Regions from separate parts of the Zea mays genome. Here region 2 is linked to region 1. A link is a contact called in public Hi-C data. All regions are on one chromosome and are shown on one strand. The core of a region is the stretch at or near the end of the contact, and the rest is flanking DNA. Distances in the headings are between cores, read along the strand shown.

What was found. Hi-C and Micro-C count contacts between places; a contact is called where the count stands out from the background.
Region 2: a contact with region 1 is called in a Hi-C map of ear, with 2.2 times the contacts expected there. The contact joins the promoter of LOC100193771 here to the promoter of LOC100283872 in region 1. A contact is called at or near these places in 2 of 25 Hi-C or Micro-C datasets (ear and tassel).

The regions. Positions count from the first base shown.
Region 1 is chr8:162,821,264-162,827,492 of Zm-B73-REFERENCE-NAM-5.0, reverse strand. LOC100283872 reads left to right here and starts at 2,649. Exons shown (of 9, transcript NM_001156770.2): 1 at 2,649-2,961; 2 at 3,070-3,188; 3 at 3,302-3,367; 4 at 3,453-3,550; 5 at 3,676-3,713; 6 at 3,808-3,895; 7 at 3,969-4,244; 8 at 4,329-4,394; 9 at 4,470-4,947. The coding sequence starts at 3,128. The coding sequence ends at 4,625. LOC100382442 reads right to left here and starts at 1,989. Exons shown (of 1, transcript NM_001175184.1): 1 at 933-1,989. The coding sequence starts at 1,763. The coding sequence ends at 1,473. It overlaps LOC100280185, which reads right to left. Exons shown (of 7, transcript NM_001153117.2): 4 at 6,101-6,208; 5 at 5,932-6,021; 6 at 5,711-5,833; 7 at 5,039-5,486. The coding sequence ends at 5,323.
Region 2 is chr8:162,963,739-162,969,967 of Zm-B73-REFERENCE-NAM-5.0, reverse strand. LOC100193771 reads right to left here and starts at 3,573. Exons shown (of 2, transcript NM_001328518.1): 1 at 1,798-3,573. The coding sequence starts at 3,309. The coding sequence ends at 1,801.

The DNA.
Region 1 (6,229 bases), core at 1,400-3,899:
GAGATGCAATCACGACTCGCCCAAGGCCATTCCCGGGTGGGAGACGCAGTCATGACTCACCCGAGGCCAAGCCCAGGCGAGAGACGCAGTCACGTCTCGCCCGAGGCCATCCTCGGGTGGGACAGGCATTCACGACTCGCCTGAGGCCAACCCCTAGCGGGAGATGCAGTCACGACTCGCCTGAGGCCAACCCTGGACAGGAGACACAATCTCGACTTGCCCGAGGCCGACCTCAGGCGGGAGACGTAGTCACGACTCGCCCGAGGCTATCCTCGAGCAGGAGACACAGTCATGACTCACTCGAGGTGACCATCCTCAAACGAGAGATATGGTCACGACTCGCCCGAGGCCATCCCCCGGGCGAGACAGGCAGTCAAGACTCGTCCGAGGCCAACCCCTGACAAGCAGCACATTTTCAACTCGCTTGAGGGCATCTCGGGTGATGCTCCGGTAATAATAGGAATAATTTGATAATGTTTGCCACACAAAATTTGCATATCATAGTGATGTTTGTCATTCCATATTTATGTTGCATACAACTTTTTACTTCCGTTGCAACGCACGGGCACATACCTAGTAGCATGTTTAGGACCACATCAGTTGATCGTGCCGTTTTGGTATGAGGCATCAAGAGCCCTCCATTTTATGGTGATGCTGACTCCATATGCACAGATTGTGTTGAATTTCTGTATCAATCACTGACCGATGCGCGCAAAAGGAAAATAGTTGTACAATACCATAACAATCATAATATTGTGTTTGACTAGCTAAGATTGTTCTAGCCTTGCGCGGGTGTTTGATTAATTGGTTTACACCGTTAAAAATATTCGTTTTAGATATATATGAGCAGCAATATATGTGAATATATATTGAGGTGAATTATCTTAACAGACAACTATCTTTAGTAGTAGAACATTTTAGCCTACAAATATAGAAGCATCATCAGCCTAGATGTTATATTTCTATAGTATTGTTTACATAGAGCTGAGTGGATATATACATGCATCGAAACAACAAAATATCGGCATTAATAGGAACAAAATAATGATACTTTGAAGTGTGTTTCTTCAGCTACGTACTGACAGCGAATCAACCATAGATATACAAATTTCTTAATACAATAAAATATTGGTCTTAAAGGGCGCACAATCCAGATAAAAATAACAAAATATGCAATGCCTTCTACGATTATGTCTAATCTTTATGGAGATCATTATCCTCTTTCCTAATATGTAGTGCTCCTTTCTTGGGTCTGTATGGGTTTCGCATAGTGGTAAATACGAAGCTTATTATTTTCTGACTTCAAAGAAAAGTTAAATCTGTACCTTTTTTAATGCTTGTATATATTTGTCTGCAAAATAGCTATATTACCAAGTTGTTGGTGTATCGAACACTAAACTTTTTTTTCTTTATTGGTTAAAATAAGTTGAAATATCTAAAGAAATAAAATAATTTTGTTGTTAAATACTTTCTTAAAATGGTGGGAACCAGTCGATTAATTGTATTTGAGCTCCTAGCAGGTTGAAGCGTAGTGGGACTATAGTGCTACTCGCAAGAGGCCAGGCATTAATGGAGGCGACCTCCCACTTCTCTCTTGCACTTCTCTTTGTCTGTCGTAGTGCCATTGCCCACTGCATTGCTGTGTAAGCCAGAAATCCACAAATCGATCCATAGGAGGTGTGAGATGAACGGGCGGCTTTCGGCGAAGTAGCAGTGCCTGGAGGCTGGAGGTGAAGGTGCCCAACCTGTTCTGATGCCCCCATCTAGTTGGATGTCCACGGCCACGACGGCGACCGAGCTCCTCCGCTAGGTCGCTGATCCTGCCTCCCGCTCCGAAAGCTCGCGACTTTCCTCTCCGACGACGATGTGTACACGACAAGAATGTGTTGGCTCGGACCCGCGGAGACTGTGGCGTCCTTGCTGCGGAGAGCGGACAGGTAGGCCACGGAGGCTGCCATGCGGGTGGTCGCGGTGTCCGACCGCATCGTGGAGGAAAGCAAGGGGTGTGTGGCGTGGCCGCGTCGCTCGCGCGCCGTGTGCAAGTAGGGCCTCGCTTGAGTCGCCATAAATACAGCTACGGCGGACACCCACGTGCAGCGTGTAGAAGAAAGTGGAAGGCGTCCGATGCTTCAAGGTCATAGCGTGCAGTGCGTGGTGGTGAGGCCGCTGTTGGCCGTTCGAAGATAATTGGATGGTGAATTGAAGACGGAGCCACGTGGATGTCCTCTGCGTTTACTTTTGCTCCCGCGGTTAATATAGTAAATAAATAAATAAATGTGTTTAGAATTAAGAATCATAGTTTAAATCTTCATGTGTGTATAATTTTAGTTTTTTTTTATCTTTTAAATATGTGCTAACGACGGTAAAGAGTGGTGCTTCGAGACTTGTGACTACTTTTATATGTTCACGACTGATGGTCCTTCCGTGGATTCCTTTCGAGCTGTATTGGAAAGGGATGTACTCTATTTGGCCTGTAACTAACCTGTGCACTGATTCTATCTTGCTCCTCCCGCTAGACATCTCTAGAACACAAGTTGTTGACAATATCTGAGGACATGGTTGGAGCTGCTAGTGTGGTGTTGTGTTGGCAGACAGGCAGGCATGCCGCAAGGAGTCCTGGAAGAAGGATGCGTGGATCGATTGCAGCGTCACACGCGGCGGCAACAAGAAGAGGCACCGACGGACGCATCGCGTGCCCTTCTCCCCTCCCCTCGTGCGTTGACAAAAAAGAAAGTGAAGTGAAGAATCAACCAACAATGGCCGGCGGAATCCACCGACCACAATGCTGATTTTGTTTGAGCCATCTGGACTGGACTGGACCCTATAAAAAACAGATCAGATCTCCCCCACCCTCGCTTCCCCAGCCTGCAGGTTGTCGTCGCCCTCTTCCTCCTCCTTCGCTGTTGCTGTTGCTGTTGCTTCCGCTTCCGCCGCCGCCGCCGCGGAAATCAAACTAATCTGGTAACGGAAAAATCTCTCCTCTTCCACTTCCTCGCCACACACAATACTTATTCTGTGTGCCATTCCCCTCCCCTTCGTCCGGGATCTTGCTACTTCTTCTTTGCTTAGATCGAGACCACACCGTTCCAGAGAGATCCCCCAAACAAAAAAAGAGCACGGGATCGAAATGGAGCTCGACGGCAAGTACAGCAAGGACCAGAGCCTCAAATGCGAATGCCTCCTCTTCGGTACGTACACACAATACAGCCTCCTCTCCTCATTGCAAAACGCTCGTGGTCGTCAGCCAATCGCACGGACCACAGATCAATCAACAGCTGCTTTTGCTTGTCTCCTCTGCTAGACCTCGATGACACACTATACCCGTTCAACTCCGGCATTGCTGCCGACATAAAGAAGAACATCCAAGGTAGTACAAGTACATTGTACATATACACCCTAGCCCGAGTCCATGTCCTCCTTGTTGCGTGCTGATGAGAGTGGTGCTCTTACAGACTATATGGTGCACAAGCTCGGCGTTGACGAGGCCATAAGCTTGGACCTATGCGTCCTCCTCTACAAGCAGTACGGAACCACCATGGCTGGCTTGAGGGTGCGTGCTCTACTACACAGTTCCAGAATTATATATGTAACTGCTTCTTTCTTGTTTGTTTCCTGGCCCTGATCGCTTCTTGCTATCTTGGTTGCCCTCTTCTGTTATTAAATAAAATATAATAGGCTGTTGGGTACCAGTTTGATTACGATGACTACCACAGGTACTGTACTGTACTGGACTCAGATTCGGCTTTCTTAAGTTTGCCATCTGCATTTCAGGTTCCCTAATAGTTCTCCCGCTTAATTCCTGTGCAGCTTTGTTCATGGGAGGTTGTCTTATGACAAAATCAAGCCTGATCCTGTGCTTAGGAACATCCTCCTCAGCTTACCCATTCGCAAACTTGTACGTGGCGTGGCATTTCTCCATACTGGCTTGGCTTGGCTTTTGTTTAATTCTAGTATTTGTTTCTATATAGGTGTTCACAAACGGTGACAGAACACATGCTTCAAGGGCCCTCAAGAGGCTTGGCATTGAGGATTGTTTCGAAGGAGTCGTGTGCTTTGAGACACTGAACCCGACATCTCCTCCTCCTCCTGTCCCAGCTCAGGAACTTGAAATCTTTGATCTAATGAAGCATCTGGCTCATCCACAGCCCGCGGTGCAGCTACCAAAATCACCTATCCTATGCAAACCGTCAAGGGAGGCCATGCTGCAGGCTCTCAAGGTCGCCTCCATTAATCCACAGACAACTGTAAGCACCTACCTGCTCGTCATGGACGATCTGAGGGCTACCTTTTTCTTGTATGTTAAATAGTAATGCTACCTTTTCCTTCAGATATTGTTCGATGACAGCTTCAGGAACATTGAAGCTGCAAAGCAAATTGGAATGTGTACTGTCCTGGTAAGCAATCTCCCCTGTAAACATACTGATGCTATAGAGAACTTTGATGAATGAATGAATGAATGTGCCAACCAGGTTGGAACATCTGAGCGGAAAAAGGGTGCTGACCATGCCTTGGAAAGCCTCCACAACATGAAGGAAGCACTGCCGGAGCTGTGGGAGGAAGCTGAGAAGGATGAAGATGTGAGGAATTCGAGCAAAGCCGGAATCGAGACATCTGTGATCGCGTAATCTTTTTTGTTCCTTGGTTACAAATGTAGCCCCTTCTGTTTTCCTTGGAGGACAACACGAGGTGGTGGTGTATGAAAAAAGAGGAGACCTCCTCAAGGGGTGGGGGGGACTGACTGATACTACGACCACTGATGTTACACCCCGTAAACTATTACTATCCAATAAGAATGTTTTCTTCTTCAACTATCTAGGATGGTCATTTTGTTGGTGTTTAGTTAAAGCAGCTATCCAATATTTTTTTGGATCCAAATGTGTATGTCCTCGCTACTTGGTTCTTCATGCTTATGAATGTGGAGTGATGATGTCCTGTTGTCCTTGGATTCACCATTTACTTCATTATATATGACAACAAATGCTTTAAATTACCATGGGATCAAGCTGCTCTAGATTTCTCATTTAGTGAAGTACATGGATGAAAACAAATGCTCAAGCGCTTATACATTACCATTGTTAGTAATACAAAACTGACGTACAGCGCCAGTTTTTTGAGTCAGAAATGCAATCAGCAGACAACACTGTACATCGTCGCTATTGCTAGTGTGCATAACATAGGGGTCCACCACAAGTGCTTTAACTTTTACTGTACAGATCTCCACATCCCAATGCTATTGGGCAGATCAAACAGGAACTCGAGATGGAGAATCCCCTTGTCTATCAAGTGTAGATCCCGTTTCCTTCCCACATTCAGATGATTTTGCTACATGGCAAGTGATTTTGCTAGCCCTTTAACTGGACATTCCTGATTCTTTGACTGACTTCGATTAATGTTGTTTTCACTTGTGGAATCCAGTGATGACGCTGAGAATGATGAAGATGTTATTGATGATAAGTCAGCGCAAAATGAGCTTGACAACATATTTCCTGCAAAAAGCATAACCATAGCTCTGAATGAATAATAATGATGAGTTAGTTGCTACATTTACAAACCACCAAATATCTATGTAAGTTCAAAAGACTTCGAAGAAACAAAACCCAAACCATGTTTGCTCCTGAGCCTGGGACCTATGTGGTGATTGAAGTTCCACACTATAGGCAGTTTTCCTATGGGACAGAAAAAGGTAATAGGAATATATAGCATGACGTACCACTGATTATAGCAGCCTGGAGTCTGTCTCTCACGACCCTCACAAATTTGTAAAGATCATTATTACAGTTAAGATCCTTCACCAATTCTTCAGCGCCATCCACAGAGGGAACACATTGTACTACTGTTATCAACAAGTAAAGGAATTTCAACATTATGTGACATCTAATACAACTATCAGATGGCTCAACTAAAGGCCTCAACTAAAAACCTGTAACTCACATGTGTATCTTCCTTCAACAAGCTTTACGCAAAAATAGCACTCCTTGTCAGGACTTTGCACATCAATTTTATTGAACATAAATTTCACGCCTTGCAAAAAAAAAAATCATGTGTCAGATGCTATTGCATCAATCTAATATACTAATTGACTCACTAAGATTTCAATTACCTTCTCCTCCAACAACTTGAAAACCAAGAAACTTATTGTACCATATAAGAGCTTTCTCTAAGTTCTTATCCTCGTTTGTGTCACTTTCAGATTCAAGGGATTCAATATCTGCCATCAAATCAAGATTTA
Region 2 (6,229 bases), core at 2,324-4,823, 140 kb before region 1:
GACCTCGCCGGCGCCGCACTCACGATGCTCGGTGATGTGGCAGCCGACGCGAAGCAGGAGCACCGCGACCCGGTGTACGCCCAGGTGCTCTCGAGTGTTCTTGTGGCGATACATGACTGGTCAGAGAAACGGCTGTGCTCTTGAGTGTTCTTGGGGCGATACATGACTGGTCAGAGAAACGGCTGCTTGATTACCATGAATGGTACGGGAAGGGCATGGCTGCCACCGGCGCTGGGGCAATGGTGATTCCGCTGTCTCTGGCACTTTCCACGAGCAAGATCATCGCAGAGAGTGTGCCTGGGCGCGCTGCAGGGCACACGACGGCCGGCCCCGACCATCGCGGCCACAGCCATGGGGACACGCCATGGACGAGCGGAGCGTGAGCTTGAGCGAAATCCGAGCAGGGAAAGAGCTCCGGCCGGACTTGGCAGAGGAAGCAGAGAACCAGGCGTGGCCACAGGGGAGGGATACAGGCGAGGAACCGCGGCACGCAGGGACGCTCGGCCGGACGCTGCAAGCAGAGAGAGGGACGAGCCGAAGGAGGAGCGAGCAAGGAGGAGCGTGCAGCCATGGAGGAATCTTGGGCGCGGCAAGGAAGCTCTAGGGAGCAGGGAGGGCGCACGGCTGGAGAGAGATGGGGGAAGGAGAGAGGAGCGGCGCGGCTGGAGCAGCAATGCCGCGGCAGGGAAGGAGCTCGACGCCGGAGCAAGAGAAGGAGGCCGCAGTCCGAACGCTGGCGAGCAGGGAGAGGAAGAAGCTCCGGCAGGCGTGCTCCCGTGGGAGAACTAGAGAGGGCGAGCGTGGAGCTAGAGCCGTGCGTAGGAGAAGCTGGATGCTGGAGAGAGAACACAGCAGGGAGAAAGATAGAGACGCGCGCGCAGGGAGGAACGGCTATGGAGCTTGGGCTAGCGGCTGTTGCAAGGACGAGGAAGACGACTGCTGCATTCCAGAGAAATTTGCGTAGGAAGAGAAGAGGAGAAAAGAATAACGGCTGCTAGGAGAGAGGTAACGGATGTAGACGACGTGAGTATTCATGGTTTTAATCAAAGAGGTTACCAAGTAATAGAGTGTTCTTGTTCGTTTTAGCGGGTGGTCTATTCCCTGCTTTTCCATATTAGCTAATTCCTCGCCTACGCCTCCAAAACGTCGAAGCCGCACGTGAGGATCTCCATAATAGCAAATTTCTCCAAGTTGAAGAGTCTTGACATGCTCATATGGATACTCCAATAAATCAAATATCATTAAAGCATACAGCACCTGCCAAGGTTCTGGACACGCAGAGCTGTAACTCCACAGAATTTTTATTTTCAGTAAAATTGTCATGTTAAAATGCATCAGACATCACACCAGATCAAATATTTGAGGCAAGTAGCAATATTAAGAAATGCTGCTGGTGGATGCGATCATATAATCTTATTTGTCAAAGCACTTGCATTTCAGAGCTCCTGACATTGATAATCGCCAGTATAACAAACATGGTGTTCAAACTCTTAGCAAATGCTTTGATGCATTTTGAAGGAAAATCCATCAGCATAGTTGCAACGATACTAGCAAGTAGGAACAATGACGAAAAACAACAGTTTCAAGGACGTGCCAGTTGGCACCTTCCTCTGAAGCTAAGTTATAGGGGAATATGCCAGCAGATTATGGGCTGGGAGTGGCATATACTGAAATTCGACTTAGTTGAACCATATATCATTAAAAGATGGATCATTTGTTAAAAGTACCCAATACCAAGGCTACTTAAAAACATAAAGCTAGCTAGCATGCAAACCTAAGGGTTCATCATAATCTCACCAACTATTGCTTGCTTGAACCCAATCTAGAAGCAGAGGCACTCTCAACTTTTATTGATCCAAACAGTTTAATGACATCGGGGTGCTTGCGGATGTGATTAGGGCATCCATACAGTAGATCTTGAGCTTCAGAATATCTTCCCTCCGCAAAGAACAACTTGAGAACATGCAGGTAGGCAACAGGTTCTGGAGAAGTATTCACTGTCATGGCCTTGAAAAAGTTCCTTGCATCTTCAACCGTTCCATACTTGGCAATGTAAGGAGGGAATGGATCGGCGAAAGGTGGGAACTTGCAGGTTTTCATTGTCTTCAGAAGAGACAGTGCCTCCTCAAGTTTGTTTACCCTCAGCAAGTCATTAATTAGATGCTGGCAAGTGCCTTGCCAAGGCCTCAACTCAGTCTTATCCACCATCTCAATAAAGAAAGAGTAAGCCTCTTCGACCTTTTCATGGCTACATAGACCTTTCAATATCACATCCAGCAAATTGGCATCTGCGTCCAAGCCCTTTTCGATCATCTCGGTTAAGTATTGCACAGCTCTATCCACATCCCCAGCTAAACAGCAACCATGGATCAACAGGGTCCAAGTCTTCAAATCTGGGACACACCCTTCAGCCTCCATTTCATCGAGCACCTTGCGAGCATCCTCCAGCTTGTCAGCCTTGCAAAGACCATACACCAACTGGCTATATGTAACATTGTCCGGCTGGTGGCCTTGGGCCTTCATTGTTTGCACAATCTCTGCAGCCTCATCGAACATCCCATTACGTGTAAGCGCCCTATGGACCCCATCAAGCAACTCCTTGGTCTTGACGCCCCAGACAGCCTCAAACTTGTTGACAACCCGATTGACAAGCTCAAGATCTGGCGACGGCCCCATCGAGATGCGCCTGATGATGATGGGTCCATCCTGCTGTGCTGGCTTGAAAGGGCCATCCATCATGAGCTCATATAGCTCCACAGCCTCCCGGACCATGTGGCGCCTCTGGAAGTTCCTGGACAGCTTGAGGTAAGTGTCGATATCGACGTGCATCCCAGCAGCCTTTGTTTCCCGGATCAAGTCCCAAAACTCCGGCACTGACTCCTCCCTGCCGAGCACCCTTGCCATGGCATTGTAGGCCACGGAGCTGTGCGTGTACCCCTGCTGCCGCCCAGCCCATCTGAAGAAGGCGAGAGCCTTAATCGGATGCTCCCTCAGCTCTCGGAGCACCGTGGTGACGGAGGTCTCCGTAAGCGGAAGGAGACCGATGGCGGAGAGCCTGCTATCGAGGCCCGCGGCGTCGTGGTCCCGGACCGCCTCCGCCGCCGCGGTGGCGGACTTGGCACCTTTCCGGAACTTGTCGTAATGCGCGGTGAGGGAGGCATAGTCGGCGGTGAGACTGGCCTTCTTGAAGGAGGCGAGAGCAGCGAGGTAGGTGCCCTGGTCGACGGAGTGGCCAGCCTCCTGCATCTCGCGGAGGAAGGGCCAGAAATGGCGCTGCGCAGAGGGGTGGGAGGCGAGGGTGCGGAGCATGAGGTTGTATGCCGCGGAGCCAACTGGCTGGCCGGCGGCGACGGAGCGGCGGAAGACGGCGAGCGCTTGGGAGGGGTCCTTGGAGAGGCTGTGGATGTTGTAGAGCACGGCCTCTGGGGAAAGGCGGTTGTTGGATGAGGCGGCGGGTGTGGAGAGGAGGCGTCGGTGGCCGCGGAGGGCCAGGAGACGGCGGAGAGGGGGAAGCGCCGCCGTTGGAGGTGGAGGTTTAGGGGCTTTGCGGCGAGGAAGAGAGGATGGTTGGGGAATAAACGAGTTTTTTTTATTCATGCAACCCCCAACATTAGACTCTCTTCAATTAGATTTTTGCAAGCATGGCACCGGCTTTAATGGGCTTCGCACGCACGGCACCGCCAGGCGCCAATTGCAAACACGGTACTATAATGGTCGAGACTTTAAAGATATGGCATTGGACTCCACTGAACACCATTAGCAATTTCTTCCTTTCGGTCGTGGCCTTCCTTCCGTTCCCGTTCCCAACTTTTTTTTTTTTTGCATTTTAGCTTTTTTGAGTTTTTTTTTGCACAATTATATCATTTACATATTCATTTCAAAAAATGGATCTCAACCTCGACGTCATCATCATTTACGCCGAGGTAACGCATAGTGGCGCCGATATAATTGGCGTCAACTATTTCTACGTGACAGACGATGTGGCAAGTCTCAGGGGTCGACGTCATAGATCTTGTCGTACCTGGATTGTGTGACCATTGTCCATGGCAAGGAAACATATGTGGGGTGAGGTGTATGAGTCTCTGGTCGATGATCAATGACCACACAACCCTCATTTTTGTTAAAAATAGCCATGAACGACTATTTTCAATAATACCGAAGGCTAACACCTATGGATTTTTGACCAAGAAATCTTCTCCACCAGAAATCCAAGAATGTGATCTATGGCAAGGAAACATATGTCGGTGAGGTGTATGAGCCTCTGGTCGATGATCAATGGTCACACAACCCTCATTTTTATCGAAAATAGCCATGAACGACCATTTTCAATAATACCGAAGGCTAACACGTACGGATTTTTGACCAAGAAATGGTCTGCACTAGAAATCCAAGAATGTGATCTATCGCAAGGAAACATGTGTGCGGTGAGGTGTACAAACATCTGGTCAATGATCAATGGCCACACAACCTCCATTTTTGACGAAAATAGCCATGAACGACCATTTTCAATAATACCGAAGGCTAATACCTACAGATTTTTGACCAAGAAATGGTCTCCAACAGAAATCCAAGAATGTGATCTATGACAAGGAAACATATGTGGTGTGAGGTGTACGAGCCTCTGGTTAATGATCAATGGCCACACAACCCCTATTTTTGTCGAAAATAGACATGAACGACTATTTTCAATAATAACGAAGGCTAACACAATCGAATTTTTGAACAAAAAATGGTTTCCACCAGAAATGCCACATCGCCTGCTATGTAGGAAAAGTTGGCGCCAATAATACTGACGTCGCTGTGCGTTACCTCGGCGCCGATGATGACGCCGAGGTTGGAGTCATTTTTTAAAATGAAACTATAAATGATATAGTTATGAAAAAAACGCAAAAAAGACTAAAATAAAAAAGGTTGGTTCCCGTTCACGGTCTTCGTTTGGAGCCCATATACCTGCAACGTCTCTCTTTCCCGGGGTCAGTGTCTTCTTCCTTCTCACTCTTTTCTTTTGCCCCGCCGCGCCGCCCGTCTCCCGGCGCTGCTCCAGTCACCGTTCATCTGCACCCTCGCCTGCTGGTCGACTTACTCCCTTGTGCTGGAAATGGCACAGCCGCCATTGTTAGGTACCGACCGATTCCCATCTCGTGCCTTTTGGATTCAGCCTCGATCCACCAAGCGACTTCGCTTTGGTGGACGCTCTCATAGAGGCGAGTCCAAACCCTCTGGGGTATCGTATGTGGTCACCCTGGGACCGGCTGACGACCGTCTCGACCTACGGGCCCTCGGGTTCCGAGGAAGATGATGAGCCCGACTTTAGTTGGGATTTCTCCGGACTTGGTAACCCCAGTGCCATGCGGGACTTTATGGTCGCATGCGGCTACTGCCTTTCCGACTATTCCGACGGTAGCCGCAGCCTCGACGACGAGGACTGCGGCCCAAGTCGTGAATGTTTCCACGTCGATCTAGGGGGTCCCGACGAAGGCAACCATCTTGGTATGCCGGAGAACGGTGATTGAAAGGGAATTAGGCTTACACCTAGTTCCTATATAATTTTGGTGGTTGAATTGCCCAACACAAATCTTTGGACTAACTAGTTTGCCCAAGTGTATAGATTATACAGGTGTAAAAGGTTCACACTCAGCCAATAAAAAGACCAAGTTTTGGATTCAATAAAGGAGCAAAGGGGCAACCGAGGGCACCCCTGGTCTGGCGCACCGGACTGTCCGGTGTGCCACCGGACAGTGAACAGTACCTGTCCGGTGCACCAGGGGACTCAGACTCCAACTCTTCACTCTCGGGAATTCTCGGAAGCCGGCGCGCTATAATTCACCGGACTGTCCGGTGTGCACCGGACATGTCCGGTGCTCCAAGGAAGCTCGGCCTCCTGAACTCGCCAGCCTCGGGTTCGCGCGGCAGCCGCTCCGCTATAATTCACCGGACTGTCCGGTGTGCACCGGACTGTCCGGTGTGCCAGCGGAGCAACGGCTCCCTGCGGCGCCAACGGCTCCCTGCGGTGCATTAAATGCGCGCGCAGCGCGCGCAGAAGTCAGAGTCGCCCATACCGGTGCACCGGACATCAAACAGTACATGTCCGGTGTGCACCGGACACCCAGGCGGGCCCACAAGTCAGAAGCTCCAACGGTCGAAATCCAACGGCAATGGTGACGTGGCAGAGGCACCGGACTGTCCGGTGTGCACCGGACTGTCCGGTGCGCCATCGAACAGAGGCTGC